2 separate regions of the Mus musculus genome follow, and region 2 is linked to region 1. A link is a contact called in public HiChIP or PLAC-seq data. All regions are on one chromosome and are shown on one strand. The core of a region is the stretch at or near the end of the contact, and the rest is flanking DNA. Distances in the headings are between cores, read along the strand shown. Region 1 overlaps Prr5l (proline rich 5 like). Region 2 holds the start of Prr5l (proline rich 5 like).

Region 1 (5,978 bases), core at 1,542-4,041:
GGGACTTGGCAACGGGCCGGTTGTTACTTAACACATCCTTCTGCCACACCATCAGCGAACTTGGCTAGGGACAAAACAACACATTAATGAAGTGGCAGAAGGATCCGGAAGTAGAAAGAGCTGACATTTGCCCCCTAAGACACAGAGAAATGGGCTGCAAACAGAAAAATGAAGCTTGGGAAAAACTTCTCGACAAGGATATTTGGAGGATAGCTGCCCAAGCCACTAGCAGCTGACTGGGGAAAAGATCAGCTTACCCTGGGCAGCATGGGGCAGAATAAAGGTGCTGAGGTGAGCAGAGAAGCGGATAGGTGTATGTGTGTGTGTGTGTGTGTGGGGGGGGGTGTTACAGCTCGCCAACCATTATGTCACCTATCAAGCAGAGGAACTCCCAACACAGTCAGAGGGACCCAGGGAAAAAAGTAATCAAGTAAGCTATTGGGGAATAATGCCAGCCCCAGCTTCCCAGGAGGATGAACCCTATGCCAAATAGACAGTGACCTGCACCACCATTCTTGGCTTCTAGAGTGGTAGGGATTGATCACACCTCCTCATGGATGCTTGCCCGGCACTCTGCCAGCTGAACCTTCATTCTAACTCTCACAGGGGGCAGAGAGGGCTTGCCATACTAAACAAAAATTCACAACACCCTTTGCTTCCCATGACCATTGGATTGCTGACCGCGACTATTTACTGTACTCCCGCATGTGCAGCACCACAGTTCGCTGTGGCCCCGCTTTGCCTCCTTGCTAACCCTGGCTCATACCAGTCCCTAGCTGATCTCTACTAAATCCCTCGATTCCATATGTAGCGGGCTCCTAACATATATTCTCACACAGAACAACAAGCCTACATGACAAAGAAACCCTGCTCCCATGGAGCTAAGACGGGTGATAAAGCCCTCTTAGCATTTTGTACCTATGCACAAATCCAGTGAAGCTAACAGCCCATTACCTTAGCACACCTATTGGTTTTCATCGTTATCTAAAACCTATTAAGACTTGAAGTTATCAATTTCAAGATTCATTTTTCCACTTGTTTCATAAAGTATGAGAAAAGAATTATAAAGATAAACAAATAATTGCACAAAATTCATGTAACCACTTGGGAAACCAGGAGGAGGGGGGCAAGAGAGCTTCAGAAATCCCTGGCTGGCTGGATACTCTCTACTTAGTTAGCTCTATCTCAGAAGAGGTCAGAGTGGCCACCAGGAACTTCTAAGCCATTCCTTGTATACAGGCTTCACCTTGCCTTTGTCCTGAATACCATTCAAACCTCAATCCTAGTGGCCTTCTTACCTAAAGAGAACGCAATCCTCACCCACCCTCCCTATCAGGCTCCTTTGTGCCCCACGCTGAACCTCCAGAGAATGCATGGAAGTCCCCTCCTTCCCAGCTGCCCACCTCACAGTCTCCATTTCCTTCTAGGAAATATGGCTTACTACAGAAGTCTTCTGAGAGGGATCAAAAATGGAAATCGTACCTTATCTTCCTCATCTGGTTTGGATTTGAAAATCGCAAGAGATATTCTCCTCACCCTGTCCCATCTTCATAATTATTTATCTTACTCATTTATATTTATTTATTCTGGATCTGATCTGAAGACCCTGACCTGCATGATATCCATCGTCAGTCAGTGCCACAGCTTTAAACTCCATTCTGTCTGGGACCCCTAGCCCTGGGTCTCCTCTCTCAGCTACTGCCAAGAGCACGTTTCCCTGGCACAATGATGATCAGTCTCTGCTCGGGCTCTTGCAACAATCAGATAAACAAATTATGAACATACCTTTAAGTTCACAAACATGTGTATGCCAATTCACATGTGCATGTATGTATGTGCATGCACACACAGACACACACACACACACACAGACACACACACACACACAAACACAGCCAGGCATCTATGACCTATTGACAACTGCTTTGTCCGTGCCTGCTGCTCCCCTAACAGTCCCTTGCTCAGAGCCCTTGACTTTAGTTTCTCTATGAAGCAATCCAAAAGAAATGGGACTTTCTGAGCTTGGGGCGAGACTTGTAGCAAACAGAGCAACCCACAGATGCAGAACTGAGAAATGGAGGTATTTGTCACCCTGCTCCCCCATACATTGAACCACAGAGATACCTTACTAAGGAATCCAAAAATGCAGATCATTTTATAATATCCATTTTCAAACACGCCAGAGAACCAATTATCCCTCCAGGCAGTCCCTGGGATAGAGTTCTACTCCGAAACCTCAATTTTCCTCTCAGGCACAATTCAAAACAGACGGGGGGGGGGGGGGGGAGAGTCAAAACTGGAAATGTCAGAAATTTTTCTGGCCACTGTCTCTCAGAAATCTATTCAGGTTCCTGCAGCCCAAACAGGCTGTCTTCTCTGTGTGCAGAGCAGAGATAAGCCGAATTTTTTTTTACCTGCTGTCTCTGCCCTCACCCCAGGTCATTTTCATTATTCTTCACTGTGGATGTTCTTTCTTTAAAATTGTAAAATAAAAATGCTCACTTGCTCTAAGGTAGAGACCCAGACAGGAAGAGCTCTGGCTATGACTCTGCAAGTGCCAAGCTCTCACCGGGAGAGGAGGGTCCCACAAAAGGGCAAAGCCAACTTTCAAAAGCAGGTTGGGGGGGAAGGTCGTGCAGACCTCACGCTGAGGTGGGGGGGGGGGGGCATCGTGCAGACCTCACATTGAGGGAGCTTGTTTACATTCTTCTGAAACAACCGGGGGTTGAGGGACTTTCCTGATTGTCCTAGGGCTCGGCTCCTGAAGGCTCGCCCTCCCGCCCGCCACCCCCCCCCCTGCTTTGCTCCAGATCCTTTGTTTGAGCCTCTTGGGGCTTTGCCCCTGAACTGTTGTGAAGCTTCCCAGATCCCAGGGACTCCTTGCTGTGTGGAGATTTCTTGTGCAGATTTGAAAACCTCAGCGGTACCCAGCCCCAGTCTTCCCACTTGAATGTCTCCTGAACTACCTTCACCACGGTGGCCACAGGCAGGAACACCTGCATTGTTATCCTTTATGAACATTTTTTTTTCTTTAAGCTGTTTGTCAAAATTGTCACTGCGTGCTAAAAGAAACCGGTAGCAGCACCCCTTACCACAAGTGGAAAACTCGCTCAGAAATTAACTAACAGCAAACAAATACTGACAGTCACCTATCCCTAGCTAAAACTGCCAAGTTCAAGGTTAGCTCCCTTTTCCTTAACTAAGGAGGCTGCCAAGTCCTGGAGAAGATGGCATAGACTTTCTCTGGCATGACAATAAGGGATAAAGCAAACATTTTCTAAGCCCACCTCTGATGATATTCACTGCCACATTTAGGTTCCTAAATGTCACTTCTGATATGTATTGTTGACAACTCTAAACCGTTGACAGAGGTAAATGGAAGGAAAGTAAATGCTTAGAAACATTGGGGGGAGGGGTGGGGCTGGAAACAAACACCCACAACTTAAAAACAACTGCATTATAAGTGTGTCTAGACGAGTCTTTTTCCAGTTTAGCACCCTAAATAAGAAAAACCCCCGCATTCAAAGTTCTGAAAAAGCATTCCCCACACCACACGCTGAGAAAAAGACGTGGGGTTCACCAAGCACCTTCTCCGGTTAGGTTCCTGGTAGGAAATGGCATGTGGTTGTTAGTTTTGAAGTCTCTGGCATCTTTGTAAGCAGTATTAGCCACCTCCCAAAACCTCAGGGCTTCCCATGTGCACAAGTCCCCACCAGACACACCCTTCCTACCGGCCTAGGGGTAACCCCCAAGGCCAAACAACAGCTGGCATTTAAAACTTGACTGAAACCACAGGGACCCCATCTCTTTCAAATGTCAAGGCAGAAGGCAGCCTAGCCCGGCAGGCTCCTTTCTTCAGGACTTATGAAGAAGAAGAAAAAAAACAAAACAAAACAAAACTATTTTCAGTAGCCTGCCTTCAAACCAATCAATAGAGACCACAGGGGAGCAGAGTAAGGTAGAGGCTGGCCTTTGAGTGAAGGGCAAATAAGATGACTCACAGTTAGGACTCACTATCACATTCTGAGACTTCATCCCTCCCTTCCTCCCCCTAGCCGGGTAACCTGACTGAATTTCAGGTTTCCACTGGGTCTTGATCTAACTAGATTTAGGGTTACTGTCTCTCTCTCTCTTTCTCTCTCCCTCTCCCTCTCCCTCTCCCTCTCCCTCTCCCTCTCCCTCTCCCTCTCTCTCTCTCTCTCTCTCTCTCTCTCTCTCTCTCTCTCTCTCAGACTATGCATGTATATGCAAGAGTGCACACACCTGCACATACACACGTGAATATGAGCTTGCGTTTAGCTGACTGACATCTGTCATCCTTTAATAGTGGACATAAGAGTTGATCACTTCCTGATACTGAGTCAATAAACAAAATGATGTCCCACTTTCTAACTGCAAAAATCTCTCCAAACAGTTTTAAAATTGAGCTCTACTTGGACACAAAATAACACAAAACAAACTACCACCAAAAGCCTATGTGTTTTTAACCTTCCTTTCCCATTCGAATGGATGGGGTTGTGCCTCAGCATAAGAAATAAGAACCAGGATAAATTTAACAAACACTTACTCTCTTATTGTGCTAGCCCGTAAGGCTTTGTAAATAAAAATGTATTTAGTCCCTACAGTAACCCTATATGGGTAGGTCCTAAAGGTTAGGTCCTGGTTTTGTAGAAGAGGAAACTGAAAGAGACAGAAATGGCAACTTGCTCCCAGCAACACACTCAGTAAATGGCCGTGCTGGTTCCTGAACCTGGGTAGCCTGTAGCAAGGTCCATGATCATGACCACCATGTTATGTTGCCATGTTTCATGCTATGTTATGTTACATGCTACAACTAGCATTGAGTTCTCCACCGCTGTTATTTCATGTAAACCACATAATAGGGTAAACTATATTTTTGTCCTCATCTTACAAACAAGAAAACTGAGCCAGACAGAAATAAAGCAGCTTGCCCAGACCCACCTAGCAAATGAGTGAGAACCGGGAGCTGACGTCATGGGAGGGAGGGTCACATAGCCGGCTACTCACCATCAACACCCAAATCCCCCCTGCTCAGAGGTAACGAAGCAGCTTATGTCTATGACTTAGAAACTGTCCTTTGCAGGCACACACACACACACACACACACACACACACACACACACAGGGGAGCAGACAGACAGACACCCCCCCCCCCCCCACACACACACACCTGGGACTTTGGATTTCTTAGCCCCACAACAATGCATAGGCAGGAGGGAAGTCTGCCTATCATACCAATCCTGCTGTCAACAGAACAGACCAGGAGGCCTAGTGACAAGAAATAAACTGTTCAAAGGGCACATAACCCAACTAGACACCACACATAGGACAGGCGGGATTTAGGGCAGTGGTGGAAGTCACTGTCCTCTGGTGGAAAGCTATGTCTTCAGGAATATCAAGTGGATTCTGCCTTTTCCTGCCTGTGTCCCAGAGCTGGACAGTGCAGCTCTCCAGGGACTGTGTGATGTGGAATACACAATCCAGAGTAAGCAGCAGGGAGGAGAAAAGAGCCTTCTAGAAAGCAGGCCATGTGCCTGCTTATTATGGTTTATTCTGGAAACTTTTTTTTTCTCTCAAAAAAAGAAAAAGTGTTTTTCTGTAAGTTAAAGACATATTTTAGAGCTTCTGAGGCACAATTTCTCTTATGATAAGGACAGACAGATGGACCCCAAAGGAGCAACAGTCTCTAACAGTATAAATGAGTCCCGAGACTCAAACGCCTGAGACTGCAAGGGATCTGACTGATCTCCACTCACATCAGGGACCAAGTGGGTGCAGCAGCTCCTTCAGCCCATGTAACTGTGGGTGGGCACTGAGGGAGCAGTCACTGAGTATGGATACCCCTCCCTGTGGGTATGTGAACTGCAATGTAGAATAATGGGCGCTGGGACCTTCCAAGCTTACCTGGAAATAGTCAGTAATGAATGATCCAAGTTCACTCTTCAGCAGCCGCCTGG
Region 2 (5,978 bases), core at 990-3,489, 42 kb after region 1:
TATTGCGACCTAGTCTGACCTCTATCCCCTGTGCATGTAACCTAAAACGGACTACTTACATTGTTTGAGCTTCAGTGTGCTCACTTATTCAGTTGGCACACAGTAGTGCTCCACCAACGTTCTGGTCAGGAAATATCACCAGTCTCGGTGCAAAATGTCATCATAAAGTGAGAAGAGATGTTTACAATTTCCCCTGTTTTCCGAAGCAGGTTTTTCTGCTTTGAAGAGACTGCTATAAAAGCACACCCACTGGAATAAATACATACCCGTGCCCCTCCAGATCCGGAAGAAAGGAGCTTCAAGGCTTTAGAAACCAGCTAGACTCAGGTTAGACCTACTGTAAGCAGGCTCATTTCTACTTCCAGCTTTCTTGTACACATTTATAGGTCCAGCTGTTAGAAGTGTGGTTAAAACACTAGAAAAAGTGGTGGAGGAACTACACTCTCCACAGTACCAAGGCCGTTTCGGGAGCTCAGTACTAGAGCTCAGTACTAGAATGAGGCCTCTTCTGCTCCAGTTCCACCTGACAGACCAACTTACCCTCCTTAGCTGCATAAGGAATCTCATTGGGGACTAATTTTAAAATGAAGCTAAAATCATTTCCCTCCTAACTCAGTGGCAGCTTCGTGTTAGCAGTAACAGCACTTTCTACCACCAAAGCGTCTTAGCAGAATTAGCAATGACATTTGGAAGTACGTGGGGAAAGTATCAGTTCTAATGAATGGTCAAAAGAGCAGTCTTGAAGGCTGATGGATGCCATGCTGGAAGCTGGCAGAGGCTTGGGGTTGGGGGAAGCTGATGGGATGGAAGGCGATTGTCCAGGACCACTGTAGTCCTTATCTGAATTTGCATGGGCAAGAATTCCAAAACTCCACCCAAGTAAGGGATGCCTGGAGACGTTTTTCCAAGTGGGTCTCCGCAGCAGACATGTAGCTGAGCCGCCGCGCGTAAGCATCTCGTCTTGTGGGGCGCGACGCAGCGCAGTAATTGAAACCTTGCACACCGCAGGATTGCAGTGGCGTCTATAAATACTCTCCACTTTACTGCTGACAAGCAAAACGCGGGCTTCTGGCACCGCGGAGGAAGAGGCGGCGGTGGCATGTGATCCCCGGCAGGGCGCGGGTAGGAATCGGGGAAACCCCTACTGCCAACAAGGGCAGCACCCCAAAATCTATTCCTGAAGGATCCTTTGTAAGCACACCTAGTCCTTGTCGCTGTCCAGGCACGAACTCTGGGAACCGTAGTCTGGTCTAGAGGTGCGGGTCCCACAGCGCCCCCTGTGCGTAAAAACGCGCAGTGCGCACACGAGGCGCGCAGAGGAAATCCCGGCCCAACGCCCGGCGGGCGCGAAAGTCGAAGCGGAAAGGGGACACCGTGGGCGCCTGGCGCAGAGTCGCAGTGAACTGTCCCGAGCTTCTCACCACCACAGGCTAGGTCTCCCTCGGGCTGTCCCCTGGCTACAGTAGCCTGCCCAGCGCTCCGGGCCAACTGGTCTCCATCTACTACCTCGACTCTCACGCCTCCCTTCAAGAAAGAAGGGGACGGCTGAGAGGATGGGTTTTTCAGGCGAGTAGCCTCCTGAGCACTCATGACTGTAGATCTGCCCCTCTGGCCTTGGGAGGATGGTGCAGATACATTCTTTTTCTGCCTTCTAGCTTACTAGGGTCCCACGCTTGGCAGGATTCCCCCAAAAAGGGTTCACAGCGCTTCCTCTCCCACCGTGACCCACTACACTCAGGGCGGCCTGCCCCTTCCCTTACCCACCTCTTGGTAGTCTACCTCCCCGCCTACAGCATCCGATGCGGAGGTTCCTTAACCACGCGGAGTCTCCCCTCAGTCTCGCTGTCCCCGTGCCCCCACTCCCACCCCCAGATCACGCCAGGCGAGTTATTTTCCGAGCCTGCGAAGTTGCAGAATGATGACTTCAGGCCCTCCAGGGACTTCCCCACTCACCCCCTTGGGGTCCCCGGCGTGAGTCACCCGAGCCGAGCCGCGCACACCCACCGCTCGCCTCCGTCTCGGACTCTGAGCGCTCAGGAAAAAGTTTCCGGTGTTCCAGGGAAAGTTTTCTTGCTGGAGAGAAACTAGCGATTCGGCTGGTTCTCGCCTCGCTCGCTCGCTCGCCCTCCCCAGGTCCTCTCCCAGCTCTGCCCTACGCCGGGTCGCGTCCTGCCCAGGTTTCTCTCCGCCGTAGCTCTCAGAGTCAGGCTGGTGACTGTTTCCCTCCTCTCTCAACTTACGGCCGCCTCCTCTCCTCCTCCCTCTCCTCCTCCCACTTTTCCTGTCCGGTGCACATCGCTGTGGTTTCTCTCCAATGCCCCCGCCTCGCTTCACCCCCATCCCACGCCTCCTCTCCAACAACAAGAGTAGGCGGAAGACCCTGCGCTTAAATTCATTTCAACAATTTCAGGAAATCCAAGGTCGTGGTCCTAAAAAGCAGGGGAGGATGCTGCAAATCAGGGGAACTCTGCACTACCTTTCGAAAAGCCAAGAAGAGTTTGGTCTCCCACTGTTAAACCCGGGATGAGAAACGTCTCCAGGAGTCCAGAGGTGTTCGTGCGACCAGATACAAAAGGACTGGAGTTCTGCGGAACATTTCTGAGGCTGAGAGAGGTTTTGTTGCTGCTTTGGAGCGCGCACGCGCGAATGCGTTTTAAGGAAAGATTTTTCAAACCGATTCCACACTTGTTTGCGTCTCTTCCTTAGCGTTGTAAAACGAATTTAAGGATCTGGGGTTCAATTTTTAGGCGAAGGTTTCACGAACACGACATATCAGAATTGAAACCACAGAAAACCAACCAGTTCGAACATTTTAAAAATGTAAAATAACTTTGGAAATTCCTTGTTGTTGCTCGGTAGGTGCTAAGAATTTGAGCTGGTGGTGGAGTAATCAGGATCCTAGCACGATGGTGTTTAACCTGTTGGTCGAGACCCCTTTGTGTGGGGTGTGTGTGTGTATGTGTCACATATTAGATATCTTGTATATCAGATATACACACAATGCATAACAGAATTACAGTTAAGTGGTAGCAACAAAATAATTTTATGGTTGGGGGCAGGGGGGGGTCACCACAACATGAGGATCTGTATTAAAGAGTCACGGCCTTTGGAATGCTTAGAATCCCTGTAGCACTTTGGAGGTAGAGGAAAGAAGACCAAGAGTTTAGGTCATCGTGCTCTACACAATGAGTTCAATTTTTCATCCTAGGTTATATGAACCCATCTCAAAAAACAAACAAAACAAAACAAAACAAAAACCCTTTTCTTTAACATTTCTCTCTCTCTCTCTCTGTCTCTCTCTCTCTCCCTTTCTTTCTTTCTTTCTTTCTTTCTTTCAAGATTTATTTATTTTATATATGTGAATACACTGTAGCTGTCCTCAGACACCAGAAGGCATCAGATCCCATTACAGATGGTTATGAGCCACCATGTGGTTGCTGGGAATTGAACTTAGGGCCTCTGGAGCAGCAGTCAGTGCTCTTAACCGCTGAGCCATCTCCCATCTCTCCAGCCCACTTTTTCTTTTTTTTTTTTTTTTAATGCAACTGTTGTAGGACTCCCTGCCTAATTTTGCCCTGCGGTTGAGAAGGGACTACTTTTAAAGCGCTGTCCGACCTCATATCAACATGCAAACTTTAAAACCACAGTGACATTTGATGAAAGAAAAGATATATTGCCCTTTTTTGGTTAAGACTAAGCATAATTTGAGCTTGGTCTTGTCAGTGTAACACTATGACACTTGTGTGCTAAGGTGGGGGTGGGGGGTGTAGGTGAACCTTTGAGCCCCTTACCTGTTCAGGAATAGTGGAATAACCAGGACTACAGAAAGCCCTTAAATCTTACCCTAAGAGTCCCTGCTATAGCTGGGGAGGGCACACAGTCTAGCTCGGGGCACAGAAAGCAAGCCTTGGGGAGCCTGGGCAGTGATGAAGAAGTGAAAGCTGGCCTAGCCACCTAGGTGACACAGGCCTTGAAGTCCAGCACTCAGGGAAGCGGATTGCTGCAAGTTCAATGTCAGCCTGCTCTCTACATTTCAAGTTTCAGGACTGCCAAGGCTGCATAGAGAGATCCTGTCTCCGAAGAAAGAGAAGAAGAAAGAGAAAGAAAGAGGAGGAGGAAGCCGAAAACCCTGCAGACAAGGCAGGGTATGTACAGCACCTCCTTCCTAGCTTCCGGGTATCAGCCAATTCCAGAAGAGTTGCCAGGCCTCAGTTTACTCTCTTGAAGTGAGAGTAAAAACAATAGGCATTTGGGGTCATGGATAAGGATGTAAGGAATTCACACTGAGGACTGCACAGAAGCTCACAGGAACTCACAAGACAGAATACTGTCACTGCTGTTATTCCTGCAGTAGGGAAAGGGTAGCCTTAAGCCCAGGCATTTCCCTTGCTAGGGCTCCTCCCCTACAGTTCTTTGTTCAAGGAGACCTACTTTATTCTGTCTGCCTGTAAACACAGCACTTGCAGTAGCCAGAGAATCCCAAGTTCCAGGTCAGCCTAGGCTAGGCAGGGAAATTCTGTCTCGAAATAAAATAAATTTGCAGTTCATTCCCTCCTCCCAACACCCTTCACCATACCCCTATTTCCCTTTAGTACCCCCATTACCATGTAATATTATTACATGTTATATAAATTAATTTTCCTCGATTTACTCTCTCCCCTCCCACCTACACACACATAGAGCCATCTAAAAGCCATTCATTCCCTTTGTGCAATGATTGATATTGTCCAAGTTACTAGACCAGCACCAGGCACATAGTATGTCCATGGTAGAGACTTTAGGAATAAATTCCATGACTAAATTCATTCCACACTAATTGCCTATGACGAGTGGGGCACTGTACAATAAGGGAGAAATTACTCAACCTGTCCAAGGATGGGAGGAGCCATTCTTGCCCTGGAAGAAGTACTTCCCTGGGGAGTATTCTTGGTGAAGGAGAAAGGGGGGTGGGGACAGGAGAAAGTATCCAAACAGTTGGAGCAAACTTTAAAGAGGCTTTAACTTCAAGGTTTGCTGATTTAATTTTGTTTGTTTGCTTGCTTGCTTGCTTGCTTGTTGAGATAAGGCTCTAAAAGCCCAGGCTAGCATCCTATACCCTTAGCCCAGGATGATTTTGCACCCCAGATTCCCCTCCCTCTATCTCCTGAGCTCTGGAATTACAGGTTATCACCACCACAGCCAATTTAGTATTGTGAATAGAAGGTCTACAGAGTGAGTTCCAGGACAGCCAGGGTAACACAGAGAAACCCTGTCTCGAAAAACCAAACCAAACAAACAAACAAAACTGTCCAGTGAGCACTGTCTCTTCTTACCAAGAAACAGAGTCCTGTTTGGGAACATTTAACACAGATCATGCCATTTAAACATTCCCTCACTGGGGAGAAAATGCTTGCTAGCTCCTTATTAAGCATGTCGCTATAGAGCCTGCCATGTCCAGTCTTTGAAATGAAACTTGGCCCAAACCAGGCTTCAGCAAAAAGGGTAACTCTTAGGCAGCCCTTTATGACTAAGGGTGGGAACCTGACTTGCCAAGTCAAGCCATAGATTTGTCCTTTGGCACACTCTGTCCCAAGATGCATTGACTAAATCATGGTCCATTTTCAGGACTAGAAGTAGAGAAAAAAATAGAAAGAGAGGAAGCAGGAGGCAGAAGGGAGGATGGGGAAGAAAAGGAAAAAGCGTGTGTCTGCAGCTGGACGGGTTAGATGCAAATCATTTGAACTTCATGCTGTTCCATGTTCTTGAATCAGAAAACTTCATGTTAAAAACAGAGATTCTCAGCCTGCCATGAAGGACCTTGGAGCAGTGGTGTGAGCCTTACTGTGGGCCTGCAGGACCACATGACCAGCTCTGCAATGCTTTTCTCCCTGTTTGGAGAGGACACGCAGTTTCAAGTTTGCCACAGTCCCAGCCACTCCCTGCTTCTCTGGTTCCTGGCCTGCTTTACCAATTCTCCACCCCACCCCACCCCCACCCAC

What was found. HiChIP or PLAC-seq counts read pairs in DNA pulled down with a chosen protein or histone mark.
Region 2: a contact with region 1 is called in a CTCF HiChIP or PLAC-seq map of CD8 T cells, with 31 read pairs. The contact joins the promoter of Prr5l here to the enhancer-like site in region 1. A contact is called at or near these places in 1 of 39 promoter capture datasets (macrophages), 2 of 15 datasets of contacts at CTCF or cohesin (CD8 T cells and the NIH/3T3 cell line), 21 of 484 Hi-C or Micro-C datasets (the C2C12 cell line, CD8 T cells, Th1 cells and 13 more), 14 of 115 datasets of contacts at active chromatin or transcription factors (CD8 T cells, the HPC-7 cell line, bone marrow-derived dendritic cells and 8 more) and 4 of 9 other capture datasets (adipose tissue, liver, macrophages and 1 more).

The regions. Positions count from the first base shown.
Region 1 is chr2:101,752,585-101,758,562 of GRCm38.p6, forward strand. It overlaps Prr5l (proline rich 5 like), which reads right to left. Exons shown (of 9, transcript NM_175181.5): 4 at 5,926-5,974. Among named protein-coding and RNA genes, the nearest start is that of Prr5l, 42 kb to the right of the region's middle. Within about 2 kb of position 2,792, at least 98 of the 459 cell types and tissues checked have an H3K27ac peak or open chromatin away from gene starts, as enhancers often do. A contact at or near this core is called in CD8 T cells, Th1 cells, bone marrow-derived dendritic cells and 8 more, where this site is marked.
Region 2 is chr2:101,795,468-101,801,445 of GRCm38.p6, forward strand. Prr5l (proline rich 5 like) reads right to left here and starts at 2,240. Exons shown (of 9, transcript NM_175181.5): 1 at 2,005-2,240.